3 separate regions of the Mus musculus genome follow, and all the other regions are linked to region 2. The links are chromatin contacts, called in public HiChIP or PLAC-seq maps. All regions are on one chromosome and are shown on one strand. Each heading gives the region's core, a stretch centred on a gene start, on an enhancer-like site or on the middle of the called end of the contact. The rest is flanking DNA. Distances are from core to core; before and after follow the strand shown.

Region 1 (3,197 bases), core at 674-3,173, 160 kb after region 2:
TCCCCCAGGAGAGGAATCTAAGCGATCCCAGCCCAGTTTGTCATCCGATTGGAAATTAGAAATGTGTCCACCAGGTGGCGATCAAGAGAAGTCACTAGAACTTTTTTTTTTTTTTTAATTTATTTATTCCCTCCCTCCATCTACCTCTGACTACTGTTTTATTTCCCCTTCTGAGTGGATTCAAGCATCCTCCTTTGAGCCGTCCTTGTTATTTAGCTTCTTTGGCTCTGTAGATTGTAGCATGGTTATCCTGTACTTTATGACGAATATCCACTTAAAAATGAGTACATAGCATGGATTTCCTTTTGGGTCTGGGTTACCTCACTCACTTGGGATGATATTTCCTAATTTCACAGGGTGGGTGAGGGTTAGGTGTAGAGAGAGATGGGGAGAGAGGGCCGAGAGAGTGAAGGAAAATCAGTGAGAGTTGGGGTGGAGGGCGCATCTCTAGAATGTGCCAGAGACCTGGGATGGGGGAGGCTCCGAGGAGTCTATGAGGGTGACTGTAGCTGAGACTCCTAGCAGTGGGGATATGGAGCCTGAAGAGGCCATCCCCTGTAGCCAGGCAGGACTCCCAGAGGAAGGATAAGGACACCAACCCATCCACAAAACTTTCCACCCAAAATTTGTCCTGCCTATAAGAAATGCAGGGACAAAGATGGAGCAGAGACAGAGGGAATAGCCAGTCAATGTCTGGCCCAACTTGAGAGCCATCTCATGGGTAAAAACCAATCCTGGACACTGTTAATGATACTCTGTTATGCTTGCAGACAGCAGCCTAGCATAACTGTTTTCTGAGAGGCTCCACCCATCAGCTGACTGAAACAGATGCAGTGACCCACAACCAAATATTAGAGGGAGTTTGGAAGGAGACTCCACAGGAAGACCAACAGAGTCAACTAACCTGAACCCTTGGAAGCTCCCAGAAATCGGACCACCAACCAAAGAGCATACACAGGCTGGACCTAGGCTTCCCACTCATATGTTACTGTGGGGAGTGGGTGTGGCGGTTATCCCAAGATGGTGCCCGGGACTGTAGCCAAGTCTAATGACTTGCACCTGACTTCCTCATACACCTGAAAATAAGGCACGTCCATCGTGAGAGCTGCGCAGGCCCACCATGATGCAAGATCAGGCCATTTGATGAAGGCCAATGAACTGAGATTACGCGGACTGGGCTGATGGGGCGTGGTTGAGGGGTTATATAAGGGATTGCGATTGGGGCTAGAGGAGATTCCTGCTTGCATGTTGAAAGCTTCCTGAATAAACTGCTTTGAGAAGAACGCTGTGTCGTCACTCTTTTTTGCTGGTCGGAGACAGAAGCGACATGTTACAAGTGTGCGGCTTGGTCTTTATGCAGGACCCCGACAACTGGAGCAGGGCTCTCCCCAGCTCTGTTGCCTACCTGTGGATCCTGTTCCTCTAACTGGGCTGTTTTGTCTAGCCTCAGTAAGAGAGGATGTGCCTAGTCCTGCGGTGACTTAATATGCCAGGGTGGGGTGGTACCTAGGGTGGTCTCCCCACTTCTCAGAGGAGAAGAGGAGAGGGATGAAGGGAGGGGCCATGTGAGGGAAGGACCGGGAGGAGAGGGAGGCTGAGATCAGGATGTAAAGTGAACAAATGAATAAATTAATCAGTGGAAAAATGCGTATTTATTTTATTTTATGTGTAAGAAGAGGGTGTCAAGCCCCTGTAGCTGGAGGTCTGGAGGGTTGTGAGCCACCCTGTGGAAGAACAGGCACACAGCACAGTGACTTCTGCCTCATGTGTACTTTTCTATCGGTTGTTTTAATTGTTCACTTTCCAGGCCTCGCTGAGATACCCAAGACAGAAACACAAATGCCTCTCTGTCCCCATGCTGCACACTCATTTGCCGACTGTGAGTGGCACGTTTTATAGAATGGAATGCACAGAATGAGGTGTGCCCTGGGGAGGAAATTCCTGTGTGGATGGATGACTGGTTCCAGCTCATTACCACCATGGCATCCTTCAAAGATGACACACATCTCTCCCAGCTGTGCTTTCCCCGTCTGCTCAGTCTCCGTGTAATTTGATTAAATGTGTCTTTTCCCCCCATCATAATGGAGAGAGAGGCCATGATCCTAGTATGCTAGGAAGATGAGTGCTGGCTGAGGAAACCTGAGACAGGCAGTGGCACCTGTCAGGCCCTGGCTGTATGGACTGCAGGTGGAGGTGCATAGGCCCCTTGGAGAGCGAGCGTATGATGACCCCATGTGACCTGGATGCCCGATATTGAACTGCAGAATCTGGTGTTCACGCTGCTGGGTTTCAGTCTTTGTTTGATCCAGTGTTTCTTTTTTGCTATTTTCCTGCTCCTTCCTTTTGGGATGTGATTTTAAAAATTTGTTATTATTATAATTGTTGTTGTTATTATTATTATTATGGTGTGTGAGATATGTGTGAATATGCATGCATATACGGTGCACATGTGGCCAGGGGCCAGCTCTCAGGATCCACTCTCTCCTTCCATTTTTTACCGTGTGATCCAAGGATCCAACACAGGCCATCAGATTTGTGGGCAAATGTTATTATTCACTGGTATCTGATGGATGGCCTGTATGTGATCTTGTCTCCTCCTCCTCTTCCTCCTCCTCTTCCTTCTTCTTTGAAACTAAAATGTCCTTTCCTGAGGGAGGAGGGAGATTCATGGGTCCCATCTCCAAGGTTTTATAAGCAATAAACTTTTATGAGGAAGAGGAAAAAGGAGTCTTTGGTGACTGCCACACATTGAGCAGGAGCTCCAGGGATGTCACCACCTACTTTAGTGGTTGGGTTTTGGGTGACACAGCTCATTTTGAGTCATTGTTTATCTGGTCTGTCCATGCTATGGGGGTGGGGGTGGTGGTGTGAATTGATGTTTCTTTATGTCCCATTAGGAAAAATACTGTAACAACTACCACTTCTGGCTGCATTGCCTCAGCAAGTTTATTGAAGTCAGAATAGTTTTGATTCATTTAGACTGGGAGTCACATGACCATTCCTTGTTTCCCCCATAAAGACTAGAAAGTCAGTACCTTGTTCTCTTCCTCTTTTGTATTTAATTTCCTGTCAAAGCATAGGCTAACGTGGAAGATGCCATGTGTTTGTGATAGTCTGTTGCAATCCCTTCCTCACAGGGACACACTCTTTCTGGGTAGGTAACACAGCCTCCACTGGCTCCTTAGCGACAGCAGGGG
Region 2 (3,069 bases), core at 540-3,039:
GCTGACTACCAAATATCAAAGCATTGAAATCCAGCAAACAAAAATCCCACTTTGGTTCGCCCAATCAACATTAAACAACCCATCCTAACCTAGAGTTTTTTCATTTTACCTTTATAAACTGGGATTTACCTGTGGGCCATGTCTGTCTTTATCTGAAGCCATTCCTTTGTCCCATTCCAGAACAAACACCCCTTCTCTTCCTCCCCTGCCCCCTTTCTCCCCTCTCCTTTGTTCCTTCCTTTCTTCCTTGTCCTCCATCTCCTGTCTTTGCTCCTTATCCCTAAATCTCCTTTGAGCTGAAAATTTGATCTTGTGATCCTGAGCCTATAATCGTCCTATAATTGTCCAGGAAAGAATTAGGCTGGGGGCCACTTCCCTCATAACTTCTGTTTCCCTCAGAAACTTAGCGCTGGTAGAGTTTCCTCCATTATCTGAAAATGTTATAATTGTTTATGGAAGGAGGATTAATTTGGTATTATTTATTCTGAAAGAGCAGAGATTTGTCGCCCTTCATTGTTTAAACTTGAAGTAGGGTTTTTTATTTGTATTAGTTTTAATTATATGTAGGTTTATGTGCCTGCATGTTGTATGCGCATGTGAGCAAAAGTGCTCATGTCGGACAGAGGGATCAGATCTCTTAGAGCTGGAGTTGCAGACTGCCGTGAGCCACCCGAGGTGGGTGCTGGGATATGAACCTCGGTCCTCTAGAAGAACAGCAAGTATTCTTAACTACTGAGCCATCTCTCCAACCTCTATATCTTCATACCATTGTCATAGGAAATACCCTAAGATGATCCCTAATAATCTTTAACCTTATATAATGTCCTTGAGTTGGGACAGAGCCAGCAATGAGATCTCATACCTGGAGTCATTCTAAATTTCATATAAAACAAGATTTCATGATGCTGATTAGGATTTCAAATCAATGGACCTCGTGGAAATACCTCTGAAGAGAGACAGAGCTTTTCCTGGAGAAAAACATAAAGCAGAGAGGAATTTTGGTGGCACAGAGAAGCCATGCATGTAGCAAAAAGTCAGAGGCCAGGAGGAGTTGAAAGAAGCCCACTGCAGACAGACAGATAGACAGACAGACAGACAGACAGACAGAGCCATCTCAGTGCCACAGTTGCAGGGATTAAACTCACTTGACAACTTAAAAAGACTGGGAGTGACTCCTTCCCCAGAGTCATCAGAAGGAAACACAGTTTGCCCGATGCCTGCTTTCAGCTTGAAATTCCTGGGTCAGAAGACCCAGCTAACTCAGGCCTGACCTTTTGACCTGTGGGAACTGTGGGAGAGCAAACTGGTATTGCTTTAAACCTCTGCAATTTGTGGTGCTTCTGTATGCAGCAACAGAAAACTAGGCGATTCACACTGTGGATTTGTGGTCACTGTATCATACCAGGGGGTTCAGGGAAAGACAGACTCTTAGAACTACAAGGGCTGGTTCTCTTCTTTTGTATAAACGCATTGGCAGTCAGAAAGAAAACAAACTGTGGAGAAAGAAAAGTCAGAGCTTGAACAGGAAGATGGCCTCTGTATAACTCAGTGTGGTGCCTGTGGGGAGAATTAATGAGGCTTTCCTCCTGTGCCAGTACAGAACCTGGGAAAATGTCAGATGAGCAACTTTGTGTTTTGTTTTATTCCGTCTTGTTTTCCTAACAGCGATGGGGGTTGAATTCAGGGCCCTGCACAGGCTAAACAAACAATGTGCTGCTGAGCTGTAGCACCAGCCCTTTAAGCAAATACCGGGAATGCTGGGTCCAGAGCACAGCAGTTGTTGGCTTGTCCGGTTGACTTCCTAGGGCTGGAGATGCCAGTGGTGTGTTTCCATGGCTACCTCAGAGACCCACATGTCTGCCTTACTCGGAGCCAGAACCTCGAAAGTCCTGCAAGGGCTGAGTGTGTCTCAACTATTTAGTCACCCAGGACATAGCTCCACATGCCTCTGGGAAAGGCCTGGAGGAAGATTCATCGCGCACATGTGATAGCTTTGCAGGGCTCTATCTTCTTCAGAAACCAAGTCTCCACTAAGAGTCACTCAGAGAGCTGAAGGAAATGTCTCAAAGCCAGTGCCTTTGTAATGATTGCACTTCTCTCCAATTTCATCCCCAGAGAACCTGGGGTTAGTCACCACCAGGGTCCCTCCTCCATGTACATACCCCACCTTTGTCCACTCTGAAGGGTAACTGCCATTGTCCGTTTGTCCTCTACCAGCCCATCATCCTCACTCCCATGGGAAATACCAACCTGCAGTGGCCTCTCCCATCACCTCTCTCTCCTTCCTCATCTTCCTCTATTTCTTTCTTCCTTCTTCCCTCTCTCTCCCTCCTTTCCTTCTCTCCCTCCATTTCTTCCCTCTCCTTTCTTCCTCCCTCTCTTCTTTCCTCCCTCCTTCTCTCTTTCCCTCTCTACCTTCTTGTCTCTCCCCCCTCCTTCCATTTCTTCCTTCCTTTCTCTCTTCCAGTTTGTTCTTTGGCAATCTTATACACATGTAATCAATTGAGTCATCTCTCCCCTCTTGCTCTCTCTTATCTCTGTGCCCACTCCCTCCCATTGAGTCCTTTCTTCCCAAGCAGCCCCCTCCTACTGTAATGTAATTTTGTTCTTGGCCCATTGAGTTTGGTTGGGGTTGTTTGCATGAGCCTGAGTACAGATTTAATTACCAGATAAATAACCACTTTTCAGTGGCTATAGCACTGAAGAAAACTAGCTCCCGGGGGGTGCAGTGGGGTGGGGCTTCAAGAATTCCTCTTTCATCCATGAGGAAATATTGATAGGGGCCACTCTTGTGAGGTGAGCACAGCTGTAGGGTCGTGTCACATCCAGGAGACGTCCTGTTGTAGCATCTCTCTCCATCTTCCAACTCTTAGGTTCTTTCCAATCACTTTCATGATTTCCCCTCCAACACTCCCTAGCCTTGGGTGTGTTGTGTTGTGTAGATAAATCCATTGAGACTGGGTTCTACAACTCAGCAGTAGTGTATGTCTTAATGCCATGGGGAAAAGGATGTCTCTGGACCTTCTCAAGTCAGATCCAAAGAGACAAAGACAGAAATGGTGATAAGGA
Region 3 (3,012 bases), core at 163-2,662, 260 kb before region 2:
ATGACTGTAACTACACTATTAAAAATCTGGAAAATGACGCCTTGGTTTTGAAAGTTGGAAGGTATTGACTGTTAAGTGTGATGTGCATAGGAGCTATAGTGTAGAAGAAAATTGGATTCTGGTCCTGATGCTGCATTGTTCTAGTTGGGCACAGCTGGGCAACTGTACCTCTCAACTCCATCACCTACGAAGTAGTCATAACAAGGTCTCCCTCACAGAACTGTTGTAAAGATGAGGTGAGGAATATATGCAACTGCCTGGCACACAGTAGGCACAGTGTGAGCCTCAGGCTTCTCTTCTGAACATCCATCGGGGAAAACTGCAGAACTGGAGATAAGTGAGGGCCCCAAATACAGGGGTTGTGCATTTTGTGGTTTACCGTTTAGTCCTCAAGTCCTCCCTAAGCACAGTTTACAGTGGAGATCAGACAAAGGCGACCTGAGTGCTGGTTCACCTTTGACACAAGCTCTCCGACAGTAAGTCCTCACCTCTCTGGCCTCTTTCCATGTTATTAAAATTAAGAGGTTGTGTTGAGTGACTTTCAGTCCATTAAGACTCAAGATGCAATAATTCAAAAGGGCAAGGCAACCCACCTTAGTCTAGCAATCTACACCCTACCATAGTCTAGCCTTCCCTAGACATGCAGACCAGATGTTTCTAATCTTAGACATAAAAGACTCCATTCTTTGGTATCTGAGGTCCAAAAGAAACTAGAGAATTTTTTAAAAGCATACAGCAAAGGAACTTTCTTTTTTTCCCTCATTTCTACATAGCTGCACAGATGGTGTTCAACTTAAGTCAGAAAAGAAAAGCATATATTACACACACACCTTTGGGTTGGGATTTACCATGTGAATCTATATCCCTGAAGGAAAGTGTTTTGTGTTAAGCCAAGAAGTGGATGCCAGCAATTCTCAACTACAGCCCAGCGCCAGCCCAGGCACCCGCAGGACGCGGCCGGGAGCCAGAGCCCGGTGGAGAGTGGCCGGGAGGGCTATGGCTAACGTCTCCCTTCCCGTGGAAAGTTGCCTGGCCTTCCACAGTGCCTCACCAAGGCAGAGGGGTAAGATGGTCTGCTCTACAGGCGCATGGCTGCAGTCAGCAGGTTAGCAGCCCTGTCTGTGTTTCTCTGGGTGGGGGAGGGGTGTCAGCTGCCCAGGACTCCCTCCAGCAACTGACCACAAAGCTTTTCAAATGCCCCGTTGGCAAGGCCCCTGACTTTACTCAGCTGAAAACTGAGGACCTCATCTGGGAAGGGTCAGTTTAAAAAAATGACAGCATTGCCCAAAGTAAACAAAGGGAACAACCACAACAAAATCCTTCTCAGCAGCGTTTCTTTACAATTCCCAGCCCAGCCCACGGGGGCTCGGGCTCAAGTCCCCACCCACTGCCTCTGATGCCCCCATGAGGCCATGTCTGAGTAAGCTTAGCTGACCTGAGGAGCGCAGCTTGTGAGCACGCCCTCCCTGCCCTCTCCCCTGAGTGCAGAGCTGCTGAAATTGGAGTTTAAGGCTGCAGGCACGGAGACTGGCTCGTTCATCAAGATCACTGAACACAGCATAAGAGATAAGTCACCGCTGCTTACTGAGGTGGATCCGGAGGAAGTCGGGGGCCTGAACTGGTCTTTTTCTTCCGGATCCACTCAGCACTGAGGTCACCTCACACTGTTCCAAAGAACTATGAAATAAGGGACTTAATTTTGAGGTTCTCTGTCCTTTTTCTTTTTTGTCGAGACAGAGTCTCTCCTGGAACTCACTATGTAGACCAGTCTGGCCTCGAACTCACAGACATCTGCCTGCCTCTGCCTCCCAAATGTTGGGATTAAAGGAGTGCACTCCCATGCCTGACACTTTATCCTTTTTGAAAGTTTTCTTTCTTTTATTATTTCTTTTATGTGTGTTTTGCCTGCATATATGTCTGTGTACCACATGTGAGCATTATATCCAGGGAGGCCGGGAGAGAGTTTATAATCCCCCAAGACTGGAAGCAGAGATGATTTGGGTGCTGGGAATTGAACCACAGTCCTCTGCGAGAGCAGACAGTGCTCTTAACTTCGGAGCCATGTCTCAGTTCCCATCTGTCCTCTTCTTGATTCTAAGCGAATCTTCCTCTGTTGATCTTGAAGCCTGCCTAGAAAACAATTTTTGAATTTAGACTTGAGCAAGAGGCCTAAGGCTTCCACTTTGTGTGCCTTGTTCACACGATGCATTCAGGTTACTCAAAGCTTCTTTCGAGCATTCTGAGGTCTGCTGCTGAGTGAAGGAGAAATGGGCTTCAGAGTCCAGAAGACCCTGGGATTCTGTCACTACACTAGCTGTGTAGATTAATACACACAAAGTATCTACTCTAAGACTTAGCTTCCTGCAAAATGAATGGGACCATAGTATCTGTTTTAGTTAAAGTTACAACGGCTGTGATGGAACACTGACCAAAGCAACCTGGGGAGGAAAGGCTTTATTCATCTCACTCATCCTCATCGCTGTTTATCATTGAAGGAAGTCAGGACAGGGACTCAAACAGGGTAGAACCCTGGAGGCAGGAGCTGATGCAGAGGCCTTCGAGGGGTGCTGGTTACTGGCTTGTTCCTCTTGGCTTGCTAAGCCTGCTTTCTTATAGAACCCAGGATCATTTGCCTAGGGATGGCCCCCCTCAGGATGGGCTGGGCCCTCCCCCATAGATCACTAATTAAGAAAATGCCTTACAGACTCACGGGAGACATTCTTTTTCAATTGAGTTTCCTCCTTTCTGAAGACTCTAGCTGTGTCATAAAAACCAGCCAGTGCAGTATCTTCATTATAATATCATGGTAGGGAGGAAGGTGCTCCTGGCGTGTGCCATGGCTTGTGACAGGTCACTCCAGCTTCCCCAACCCCCAGCCCTCAGACCCTGCTTGGCTCTGCTAGACAAGATAGAGCCCTGAACCTACCAGCGGAGGTGGATGTGGCCAAGGTGTTGGTGGAAGAATGAGCAAGGAGGAATCCCAAGGAGGAAAAGTCAGAGAGAGGATGGCAG

The links. HiChIP or PLAC-seq counts read pairs in DNA pulled down with a chosen protein or histone mark.
Region 1: a contact with region 2 is called in an HNF4G HiChIP or PLAC-seq map of pancreatic cancer cells. The contact joins two enhancer-like sites. A contact is called at or near these places in 1 of 39 promoter capture datasets (macrophages), 5 of 484 Hi-C or Micro-C datasets (the Ba/F3 cell line, cerebral cortex, forebrain and 2 more), 1 of 115 datasets of contacts at active chromatin or transcription factors (pancreatic cancer cells) and 2 of 9 other capture datasets (adipose tissue and pancreatic islet).
Region 3: a contact with region 2 is called in a FOXA1 HiChIP or PLAC-seq map of pancreatic cancer cells. The contact joins two enhancer-like sites. A contact is called at or near these places in 2 of 484 Hi-C or Micro-C datasets (cerebral cortex and nephron progenitors) and 6 of 115 datasets of contacts at active chromatin or transcription factors (the 230-238 cell line, the SCID.adh cell line, astrocytes and 3 more).

The regions. Positions count from the first base shown.
Region 1 is chr3:98,354,023-98,357,219 of GRCm38.p6, forward strand. Gm31420 (a long non-coding RNA gene) reads left to right here. Exons shown (of 3, transcript XR_001783933.2): 3 at 771-1,277. Among named protein-coding and RNA genes, the nearest start is that of Gm31420, 4.7 kb to the left of the region's middle. Within about 2 kb of position 1,924, at least 72 of the 459 cell types and tissues checked have an H3K27ac peak or open chromatin away from gene starts, as enhancers often do. A contact at or near this core is called in pancreatic cancer cells, where this site is marked.
Region 2 is chr3:98,196,647-98,199,715 of GRCm38.p6, forward strand. No RefSeq gene overlaps it. Among named protein-coding and RNA genes, the nearest start is that of Gm40104, 4.2 kb to the right of the region's middle. Within about 2 kb of position 1,790, at least 55 of the 459 cell types and tissues checked have an H3K27ac peak or open chromatin away from gene starts, as enhancers often do. A contact at or near this core is called in astrocytes, nephron progenitors and pancreatic cancer cells, where this site is marked.
Region 3 is chr3:97,941,284-97,944,295 of GRCm38.p6, forward strand. All of the region lies in intron 1 of Gm5544 (predicted gene 5544), which reads left to right. Among named protein-coding and RNA genes, the nearest start is that of Gm5544, 13 kb to the left of the region's middle. RefSeq lists an enhancer at 628-1,604. Within about 2 kb of position 1,413, at least 139 of the 459 cell types and tissues checked have an H3K27ac peak or open chromatin away from gene starts, as enhancers often do. A contact at or near this core is called in astrocytes, nephron progenitors and pancreatic cancer cells, where this site is marked.